Regions from separate parts of the Zea mays genome. Here region 1 is linked to region 2. The links are chromatin contacts, called in public Hi-C maps. All regions are on one chromosome and are shown on one strand. The core of a region is the stretch at or near the end of the contact, and the rest is flanking DNA. Distances in the headings are between cores, read along the strand shown. Region 1 holds the start of LOC103629598 (E3 ubiquitin-protein ligase BRE1-like 1). Region 2 holds the start of LOC100276287.

What was found. A called contact is a pair of places that touch in the nucleus more often than the background predicts.
Region 1: a contact with region 2 is called in a Hi-C map of tassel, with 2.7 times the contacts expected there. The contact joins the promoter of LOC103629598 here to the promoter of LOC100276287 in region 2. A contact is called at or near these places in 2 of 25 Hi-C or Micro-C datasets (ear and tassel).

Annotation. Positions count from the first base shown.
Region 1 is chr6:97,416,159-97,421,762 of Zm-B73-REFERENCE-NAM-5.0, reverse strand. It overlaps LOC103629598 (E3 ubiquitin-protein ligase BRE1-like 1), which reads left to right and starts at 2,804. Exons shown (of 18, transcript XM_035960011.1): 1 at 2,804-2,985.
Region 2 is chr6:96,696,616-96,702,337 of Zm-B73-REFERENCE-NAM-5.0, reverse strand. LOC100276287 reads right to left here and starts at 2,031. Exons shown (of 11, transcript NM_001150112.2): 1 at 1,721-2,031; 2 at 380-801; 3 at 60-158. The coding sequence starts at 703.

The DNA.
Region 1 (5,604 bases), core at 1,555-4,054, 720 kb before region 2:
CGAGGGTCTAGGGGACGATGACGCGCGACAAGCCGACGACCGCCGACGACGACGACGAGCGAGGGGATTGGGGAGGGAGAGCGGAGAGGGTGAGCCGCACAGAACAAGCGTGCAGATGTCGCCGGTGACGGAGATCCGGCAGTGGAGAGCCGATGCGTCACCGGAGAGGTGAGGGAAAGCCGGAAAGGGGATTAGGGTTACAGATTGGGGAATGGAGAGCCGATGCGTCACCGAGTGACGAAGACTGGAGAGAGGCAGAGAGGAGATCTCGTCGGTCGACGACGGAGATCCGGCAACGGCAGTGGCGACGGCTCGGCGTTGACGGAGAATGGGGAGGGAGCGGTGAGCGGACGAGCGGAGGGCGGAGGCTGCGGAGCAAATCGCGTGGCGTGGGGAACTAGGGACTGGGGGACTGAACGGGCGGTGGGGAGGGGCGGGCGGATATGCCCCTCGCCTGGAACCGGGCCGGCTCCGTGCCTGCTTTTCCTAGCGGACCGGGCCGTGCCGCCCGGCGGGCGCATCCGGCAGCCCAAGCACGGCCTGGTCTACCGGGCCGGGCCGGCACGGGCACGAAACCAGACGGGCCGTGTCGTGCTTGGGCCGGGCCAAAAAACCGGGCCTCGTGCCAGGCTACGGGCTGCATGCTCATCTATAGTGGTCAGTGCTTGACTTTCACCAGCTAGGCCGCCACATTGTCGGTCACCACCACCGGCGTCGGCAGCCAGCGCCCAGGTCCTCCCACCACTATTGATTTGGTTGCACCTGATATGTGGCAGAGATATGGTGTGTTTGTCAGAAAGATGGTTGCATAGGTATGCTTCATTGAGACATGGAACGCGTAATAATATAGCAATGCAATGTTCTTGTTGACTTTTTATGTTTGAATAATTATGGTCGTTGCACATATCGATTTATCGGATACATCAGTCATGTTATTATTGCTATATAACAATAATGTTGTCCTACTTTTTCATACATAAATATATTTTATTTAGAAACATGTCTTAATGCATGTGTTTTTAGATTAATTTTGTGTTGTGACGATCCACTTCTTATGCTATGCTTGTTTTAGATCTTACCTCATTATTTTTATCAGCAATTTGATTTTAAATAATCACGGTGCTTCAACGTTAGGCATGCTCAAGGTTTTCACGATGTACATCCAAGTTCTATGCGTGAGACAATAACTATCAATTAGTGGTCGTTAACAATCTAACCCAAAGGCTTACTTATCTCACCACATAAAAAACAACTACAAAGATACCCCACACATTGTTGCATGGACCATATATAAATTATATCACTTATATTTACTTATATGGATAAGGAAATGCCATAATGCATGATAGTGGATGATGATGTGGACTTCGATGTACATAACTAAATGATGTTGATTAATGATGTGAAAAAAGATTGAATAAACAAATAACCGCATGTGCTAGTGGATGCCAACGTGGACAATATGCATGCCAATATAAGATATTATTGGATATTAAAAATTACAAGATATATAGATATATACATAAGATATAGATGATAGATGATATAGATATAGATATGGGTATGGATATGGATATAGATATAGATATGGATACAAACACAGATATAAATATTGAAGTATTGGTTTTACTTTGTCTGTGTGCATGGTGCAATGATTTTGACTAATGTCACACGAATGCGTTAAACCATTAGATATACACTGAATTGAGGTGTTATTAATTTTATTTGCCATCTAATATTATTCATTGTCACTCCAATTTTGTGAACTCGGTATCCTTCAATTGTTTTTAAGGTAAAACTTTGTAAATATGATTTGGCATCATGTTAACTTTAATGCAAAAGAGTAAAGTTACAGAATGTCTGATGATGGATTTTAAGTCATGTTCCAAACCTCAAAACTAATAATTAGTAGCTAAAATTAATTGAGAGGTTTGGAAGCGAATAGAACAACTAATTATTAGTTATACTTCTCAAATAACTATTAGTTGTTAGCTGTCTCAACCTAATTAATAACTTGTTAGCTAGCTAATAATTAGCTCTAGAGGTTTAGAACGGGGTCTTAGTGTTTGCTTGCTATATCTTATCGATTTTCTATATATAGTTATCCGTCCTCCAACAGCTGATCGATCCTAACGACTTCTAATATTTACAACAATTACGGTATTTCTAATATTTCTACATAAAAACAAAACGAGAGAAGCGTTATACTTTTACGATAAAAACGTGCTAACTGAGAAACAAATTATCCTATTATTAAGAAGAGAACTGTTCTTAAAATAATAACGTGCTATATTTTTTTGTGAAGAAAACTTTATTGCTTAACCAGAAAAAATTCCATGATCAAAATATTTCATGTTTAGGAAAAACTGTTTTAGCATCAATCACAAGAAAATTTCTTCCAACAGCACGAGAAAAACACATTCTAACATCACAAGAAAAATGTTAAAGTTATGGTCTATGGATACAAATGCTCATAGTATATGTGAAATAGAAAATTAATAAAATAATTAAGAATGCAAATTTACCCCTAGGCTAGGGACAAAAAAGGGGGTGAAAAGCTTGCAAAAAATCGTGTAAAGCTGATCATTAATGGCAAGAGTTATATAATAACCAAAATAGTTAGAGAAGCAAAACGAGAACATATAAATAAAAAAACAATTGTTATGGCTAAAGAAAAAGGAAAAGAAAAAAAAGAGCGGTCATTTTCATGGCATGGGGCATGGGCCGATCTCACCGACGAGTCAGCCTAGTGCAGTAGTCATGCCTGTACGAAAATAAGAATAAGAAGAAAAAATAAGAAAATTGGTCCAGCAGCACCGGAGGAATTTGCCCTCCTGGTGTTCACAGCTGTTCGCTGTTGCTCTCTCCAGTAGTCCCGTTGAGTGACCTCCCCTGCGCGACAACTAGGGCGACCGCCGCCGCCCCACGCCTGCTGGCCAGGTCTTCGGCGGACCCTTTGCCGTCGACGGGCATCCACCACACCAGGTATGCCCGTCCTTTTTCTTCCCTTCCTGCTTGGTGAAACACTCACACCCATGTCTGTCATTGAGTCCGCCTCTGCCCCAACGTGAGCCTCAACCCTAACTCGCTGTGGAGTATGAAAAAAAAATCGATGTCGATGGATTTGGGACGATTCCATTCTGCACCTGTCACCAGTGGCGAATTTTCTGAGACCCACGGCTGGATTCATTTGTGTAAGACACTAAGACTAGATTCTAGAATTCTTTGAACTCAACACTAAAATTGACCGTGTCTCTATTGGTGTTGCTGCGCCCATGAATAGTTCCACGTCGAGACGAGTTTATGCATCGCCATTATCTACGGTTTGAGTACAAAAGAAACCATAGACACTTCAATAGACGTGCAGAAGTGCAAGTCATGTACTGAGGCGGTTTACTTGTAACGGAAGCGAATCCGAGGGAAAAAGGTACCATGAACCATAACCTGAAACGTAATTCAGAAAATAACGGATGATGAATATTGTCTTCTCCCGAACATGTAGGAGAACTGAATTGTGCATCATTATATTAAGAAGAAAATGATGATGACTTGTACAACCCCTAATGGGACAAAATAATAAATGTGGAAAGGACTAGCCAAACAAACAGTAACGCAAACCAGCGACCAAAAAAGAGAGACCATCATGGCCATATGCTATGGAGCCCCTTGGCTCATGCCAGTGCCCCGCATGATGGCATCAAGGTTAGGTGGAAAGCCCTTAAAAAGACAAAATGACACTCATTTATATGTTTCCAAATCCACCTTGCCGCCAATACGACCAATGAGCTGAAACCCATGCGGGCATCTGTGGTATAGATCACGACATTCCAAACAAGCATCTCGGTGTATTGATAACACCCCGGGTTTCCAGCCACAGTGCTTGCTGCTGGCGTCGACTTCCCTATAGTGGACATGGCCCTGGAATTCAGGTCAGCTGTTTCGGTCCCTTTGCATGTGCTGCCATTGTTGCGTGGTTGGCATCTTGGGTTCCCTGTTGCTCGAGTTGAAGGGTGTGGGCTTGGTGGAAGTAGGCACGGTGGATGAGGAGGGGTATGCGAATGATCTACATCGCATTATACAGCTTAAATGATAATGAACAGAGTTACAGAGCAGTCAAGGGGCCAATATTGAACAGAGTTAAATGATACCATGTTACTAACCTGAGAATTGATAGTCATTACCCAGTCCCTAAGGACTATTATATACATATAGATAGTGGGCCAGGCCTAATGGGCCTTAACACTATCATGAAGAGTTATGGCCAGAGTCGGAAGCAGCCTTGATGCCGTGCGCTAGTTGCCCGTTGTCTTCCCTATGAGTCGAGGCAGCCCAACCTATAAGAGATTTTGACTCGGTTTCCAGCTGGAATGCTTCAACTTGTGAACCTGCTGCAGCTATTGGAGAGGAGGAACATATGGCTAACAATGTTGCCAGAGCTATGTACCTTGATCATGGTATCCTGGCTCCTGAGTGTTGCGGTGTTGCCACGGTTTATCTGGATGTGTCTTATGGGTGTGCAACATTTTTCACTGGGCCTATGCCTGCTACTAAAGAAATTGGATCACAAGTAGGATCATTTGACTGGATAAGTAACGATATTTGCATAGCCTGCTGTTTTTTAAGAAAACTATATATTTTTAGATAAACATTCTCTTTTGTAATTTTCTCACAAAATTTCTAAATGAACTGCACAAGAATCCTAGAAACTACTGAAACGAGACATGTTAGGTATTTTGTACCCATTACACTGTACACATCAAACTAATTGATGAAATACTGGAACAAACATTATACAGCTTCAAGGGGCCAATATTGAACAGAGTTACAGAGCAGTCGTCTTTATAACAGCACTTCTGATAAAATGATAATGAACCTTGGAGGATTTAGGCATAATATAATAATCTGGTATTTGTAAGTGTATAGAACCAAATGCTATATTTTTGCTAAAGATTATTGAACTTTTGACGTAACCTAGGCCATGAGTCTGCTAGAACATACAGTTTGGATGAAATTGCAGTGTTTCATTTTGTCTTTGAATGCTTGATACCAATAATCATTGGGTTTCAGATGTAATTTATCTGTTATGTGAAATCTAGAAACTGCCTCAATCAACACATTTGTATTTATCTTGTTATATGTTCTGTCCCAGCACAGGGTTTTGCACATTAATGAAGACTTAAAAGTTCCAGAACAAAGCACTAAGGGTGCTCGAAGGAAAAATGCTTTAGGTTAGGTATATTTTTTATCCCTTCCCTAGACCTCACTCATGTGGGAGCCTCCGGTATTTGGTCTGCCCTTTTTTATAATTGTTACTGTTAATAATGTATGCTAATCATGCCAATTAATTAATATCGTATATTTAATCCAAATTATGTGACAGATCAAACCATGGTTTTTAAAGCGGTAAGGCGGTCCAAGGCGTTGGAGCACCGCCTGGACGCCTAGGCGAGGTAGGTGGGCAAGGCGCCTAGGCGTTAGACCACCGCCCAGACGCCTAGGCGACGCCTTAAGAACAGTGGATCAAACTGTAGATCTTGCCACTGCCTCCAAGCATCCTATGGCCACATGGTTTAGACAGTGTTATCCAGGTGGATGACGAATTGT
Region 2 (5,722 bases), core at 782-3,281:
ATATTTTCTTCGTAAATCAATGAGGATAGTACAGATTTAAGCCAATGCTAGTTAGATACCTTTTCACTTCGAATATCCCTGCCAGAGAATACTGGACTTGCATGAATTGGTCTATCTCTTGATGCATGCACATATATGGTGTATCGGTCTTCATGTCCCTGAAAGAAAACTCAAGTGGTTAGATTTGATACGCATACACACTCAGGTGCGCAAGCAACAATGGATATATCTTTGTTCTTATATGAGATAGTATGTCAAATAGAGTTTGTTTACAGTTTACTTTCCTAATAGGAGAGAATATTAGTGCTACATGATGAAACACAATCATTGAGTCAATTTTGCTACGACTCGCAATTCGCAAATACTGCAAAAACCATACCATGAAGAATTTTTCCCACAGTTTCTCAAATGGCAATGAACTGGGCGTCAAGAACATGAAAGCAATTTTTGGATTCTTTGACTGCACTGGCCGTGCCCGGATGATGTCTCTCATGATAGCACGAGCAGCGATCTCATCATCAGTGTATACCCTAGCAGGTTCTGGAGGAGGCCGAGAATTGCAGGCTTCTGATGGTACCAGATAACATGCTGTGTAATGCCGTGGAGTATAAAGGTAGGCTCCAATGGCTACTGCACAGACAAATGCAACCAACACGATGAACCAGAGAGGCCTTTTAGACGAAGGCCTACTGCGTGGTGCCATGATGTATCTGTACAAACAGGAAAGCAGGGCCTAGCAAGCTACAGCCATGAAATCATCCATAAGCACTCCTCTGATATAACTGATCAAAATCCAAAAACCTGGACAACACAGGGAAAAAGGAAATTTTAGTTTAACCTTCAGGCTTTCAGCCAAAAGTACCATTTTTTTGTGTCTTGACCAACAATCCATATTGTATAACAAAAAGACATGTATATATAGAAGATTAAACTATTTCGAAGACAAACAACAGTTCAGAAACTGCTTGATATTGCACTAGGTTGAATCCAAAGTTTAAAACTACATGTGCATACTAAAGGACAGAATATTAAAACATATACAAAGTAAAAATAAATATTGATGGAGGTGCTTACAAATAAAAAAAATGGGGAAAAACTATATATATACTTGTTACCCAAAAATGAAAAACAACTACACATTTTAATCAAACCAACGCTCTAGTTAACAAGTAGGAGATTCTACAAGTCGTTCTAGGTTACAAAATAAAGCAGGACAGTTGACTTTTTACCTGGAACTTGCCAGTTTCTACCCATAAATGAACTCAAGTTATTAGGGATAATACGAAATACAAGCTCTGTCTGCCTTATCTCTCTTTTTTTCCCTTATGCTCCCTGGTTCATGGCCTGTACCAATTTTAAGCTAAATTCTCTTCACTGTCTATTTCCACGTACTTGTCACATGTCCACGCAGCCGCTCATCAAATTTTCCACAGCACAGCACAAAACCCTCCCTAAACCTTGCCAGCTAATATCGCCAGATGGACTCCAAAATGGCATGGCCGCAACCTTGCTTGAGGCGCTGAAGACCCTAGGCAAGATTTTAGATGGATTCTCGACTCCATAACTAGGACACCACGCAGCTCAAGAGTCCACAGGTAACCGGGTTAGAAAAAAAAATCGAATTTTAACGCTCGCAGCGCAGACGGGACAGGAAGGTCGCCAAGGACAAGGCGAGCAGCGAACTCCAACCTCCAACTGAGGCAAAGCTCGAGTCGCTTACCCACGAGAGGAGAGGTCGATCCGAGTCAATCCGGATAGTCGGAGCTTCACTGACGACCCGCGCCGCACCGGTCGACCACCAGGAAGCCGGTAACAGGCAGTGCAGAAGGAGCGGAGAGGCGAGGTCGACGGCGATGAACCACCCGCAGCTCGCGGCGGCCACCGAGGTCGACGACAGGAAGCAAGAGGACGGAGGAGTTGGGGAGATCTAGACGGCGGAGGGGGGGCATCCAAGACTGAGGTGGAAAAGTTGGCTGGACAGCACAGGGGTCTTCTCAGACTGCAAACTCTGCTTCTGCTCGACTCACTCCAGGTCAGGCTGGGAGTTCGGCTTTACCGAATTTTCGGATAGGGCTTTTGAGGTTTTTTTATATTTCTGGTTTTCATCAGTCGAACTTGAACGTGAAGTTTTGGCTACCCACAATTTCGAGTTCAGGTTTGGATAACATTAAACTACCCGATATTAAACACCGAGACAAACAACACACACAAAATCATAGCACCAAGGCACAAACAGTGAAACTGAAAGTCTGAACCGAAACACACAGCAACACAGCAACCGAGTGTTCACTCTCCACTGTCCAATGTCCACACGTCCGACCGGCTCTCACAAGGCAACTAGCAGAATAGCAAAAAAACAAAACACTAAAATAATCAGCCATACACTACGCCGACTGCTAGAAGCCTAGGATGACGGTGACGACCATAGATTCTCAGGCGCCAACGAACTCGGATGGTGACCAAGAAAGGTAAGAAGATTCCATTTCTCCATTTCTTCTATTGGTCCCGAAGTACTGATTTCTTTTTTGATGGATGGATGAATAGATCATGGTTCATGTATGAGTGCTTGCCGATGTAGTGATATATGAAATCTGGATAGTTTATACTGACTGTTAGTACCTAGTTATCCCTTAATTGGGGATGGGAACCTATTGGGGACCCGAAACCCGAATGGGGATGAGTATGGGATGAGTTTTGCACCCATGATAGGTATGAGAATGAGTATGAGGATAAATCAAATATGATAAGGATGGGTCTGGGATACTATAACCCGGTGAAGAATTCCCCATTGATATCTCTAACACAGACACAATCCACGCTAGCTCCCAATCCATGGGGTCGGAATTACAGTCACACACAAGGTCCACACACACCAACACACGGCACAGTAGGCCTAGGCTAGCAGCAGCACACACACGACACATAAGCACATGCACAGTGCAGCAGCACCGGGTCTTACGGTTTACAAAACCGTTCCAGAGTTAAAAACTATCCCCCACTGGTAACGGTTTACCAACGGTAAACCGGTAAAAATCGATTGGTTTGACCAATTCAAATCAATTTGAATTTGAACCGGTTTATCGGTGAAAAACCGGTGAAAAATCGCTTTAAACCGCCGGTTAATCGCGAAACTAACTGGTTTTTGTTGTTTTTACGGAAAATGTGAATTTTTTAACAAGATTTATTTGTAGTTTGCTCAATTCACATTGCACACTAAATATTAATTAATCCACACGACATGTATTCACCAAAATAACATATAGCATACATATGCAACCACAAACTCCAACTCTCATGCAACAAACAATCAGCGAACTTCACAATACTCAAATATAAGTTCTTTTATAACTCTCAAACGAGGCAACGACACATAAGTCGAATTATTTCACAATACTCACATGTTTATCTCGAGTCATAGTGATAGTACTCAGGTATGTTGGAAGGATCGTGATATTGTTCCAATCCGTTATAGTGATAGTGATAGGTCTATACAAAATATGTAAGATACATTAGCGAGAAAATAAGAATGGCAAATAAATATTTATCCACAAAGCAAAAAAACATACCGGTATGTGTGTTTGGTGTTTGTGTATTTTATGTGCACCTCACTAAGTGTTGGACTTTTCTCCTGATAAGCAAATCTTAGGAACACATATAAAAGAACTAGAGCTAAGGGTTCTAGATTGAGTCTTGTCTAGACGGATAGTTATTAGAAGAACCGAAACTACTTGATCTACGGGTTTCATCTTGGACAGGAAATGAAACCGAAATTGACCACTAAATGCCTAAAATGGACTTGAGCTATGGGTTTATCTTCACTTTTAACATATAACATCTTCACATATATCATATAATAGTAAACAAGACTTAGTCTAAATTGACCACTAAATACTCAATTTTGGCATTAAATCCGGTTTTCCAGCAAAAATTGGCGGTTTACCGGTCTCAAATAACAGTTTACCGATCCCTGAAAATGGTTTACCAGTGGTTTTCGGTTTTTATGAATTTTTTTAAATCTTTTGAATTTCAAACAAATTTTGAAAAAGAACCGATGGTTTACCGAAACCGTAAACAGATCGGTTTACCACCAGTTTTTAGCGATTTTATAAACAATGCGGTCTTGACCAGTCGGCCTCTCGGGCGTGGACACGACCCTTGGCTGCTTGCTGACCTTGACCTGCTAAGCAATTTCTGCGTTAAATAGGTACTTCGGATATAGCAGGTTAATACTTAATTAGGTCGAACTAAATTCGAATAATCAGTTTCGATATTTGCTGGAATTATTCGGGTAACAGGTTTTGGGCTAAATGGATATAGATTTGGATATTTCGGGCTTAGTGCTTTAGGCTCGGGTTTTATGTCCAGCTCTACCTCCAAGCCAAGAAGAGGTTTTGCATCTACCAAAAAAAGTTTTTGAATCTAGAGGCATTTGAGCACTGTCTAATTATTCTACTTCCTCCGTTCTTTTTCATTCGTTGTGTTTTAGTTCAAAAATAAATTAGCAGGTGACAAATATTCAAGAACGAAGGTAGTGTGTACTATATGCACTATCTAATTACTCTATATGCTCTGATTCGTGTAATTATGTTCTGTGCAGCATTGGATGTTCCATGAGTTTTGCCATTCTATATAGGTGCTTTGTAAAAAAGGACATTGTATAACTTATTTTGTTCCCCCGAAAATAGCTTTTTTGTTTTTGTTTGGTTTATATTCATGTCTGAAATATTATTTCCACGAAAATATTTTCTATTAAAACAAAACAACGTGAGTGGGTTCGTAATAGAGTGGTAGTCGGATATGTCGCGTTGAAACGTCAGATATGTTCGACATAGCAAAATGCACACGCGTTGTGACGGGAATAATAATATTTTATTTAAAAATAATATTAAAGTAAATATAATGTCTATATATTAAATATTAAACTGATAAAAACAAATATTATACTTCATCTTAGATAAAAGGTTGAAAATGTATTAGCTGAAAAGGAGTCCAACATATTTTTTAATAGCTCGCTTGTCCTTATTCAACTAACGAGATGGTACTGCGTCGGAGCGCAACACGATAGGTGTGCCATGAGAAACTAGATAAGTCCCAACACGATAGGAAGTCACTAGCAGCGCAACGCTCTCACGTAGTGTCATGAGAAACTAGCTAAGTCCCAACACGATAGAAAGTCACATGCGGCGCAACGCTCCCACGTAGTACCACATCGCTAGTTGAAGTAGGACGAGCGACCGAGCAAGCTATAAAAGGGGTTGAGCTTATTTTTAACTCATATCTTTCTCGATCTTTTGGCTAAGATGAAATATAATATTTATGTTTATCAATTATAATATCTGACTTGTCGATGTAACACCCCATCCATTTCCGGACCGGTGGTACTCACTTCTAGTAGCCCTCTAGGATCATAGACAATTCTCATAATCCAACACAAGTTGATGATGATGAGAAAAAGTAGAAACTATTTCTGGAGGGATTGATCAGGCCACTTCAATACCAACTGATGTCTCACTCATTCCCGTCCTTCTAGAAACTGCTGGACAAGGCTATAGCTCTGGAACACAAGCGAGTTGAGCTAGGAGATAAAAGAAAGTCTACTATCCAGGGACAGGCTGAAAGTAGTACTCGTCCCCGTTATGCTACACCTCAAGGCACACCAGCTCATGGCAGTCTCGGACAACAGCCTCAACAAACCCAATCTGCTCCTCCTCAAGCAAGCATC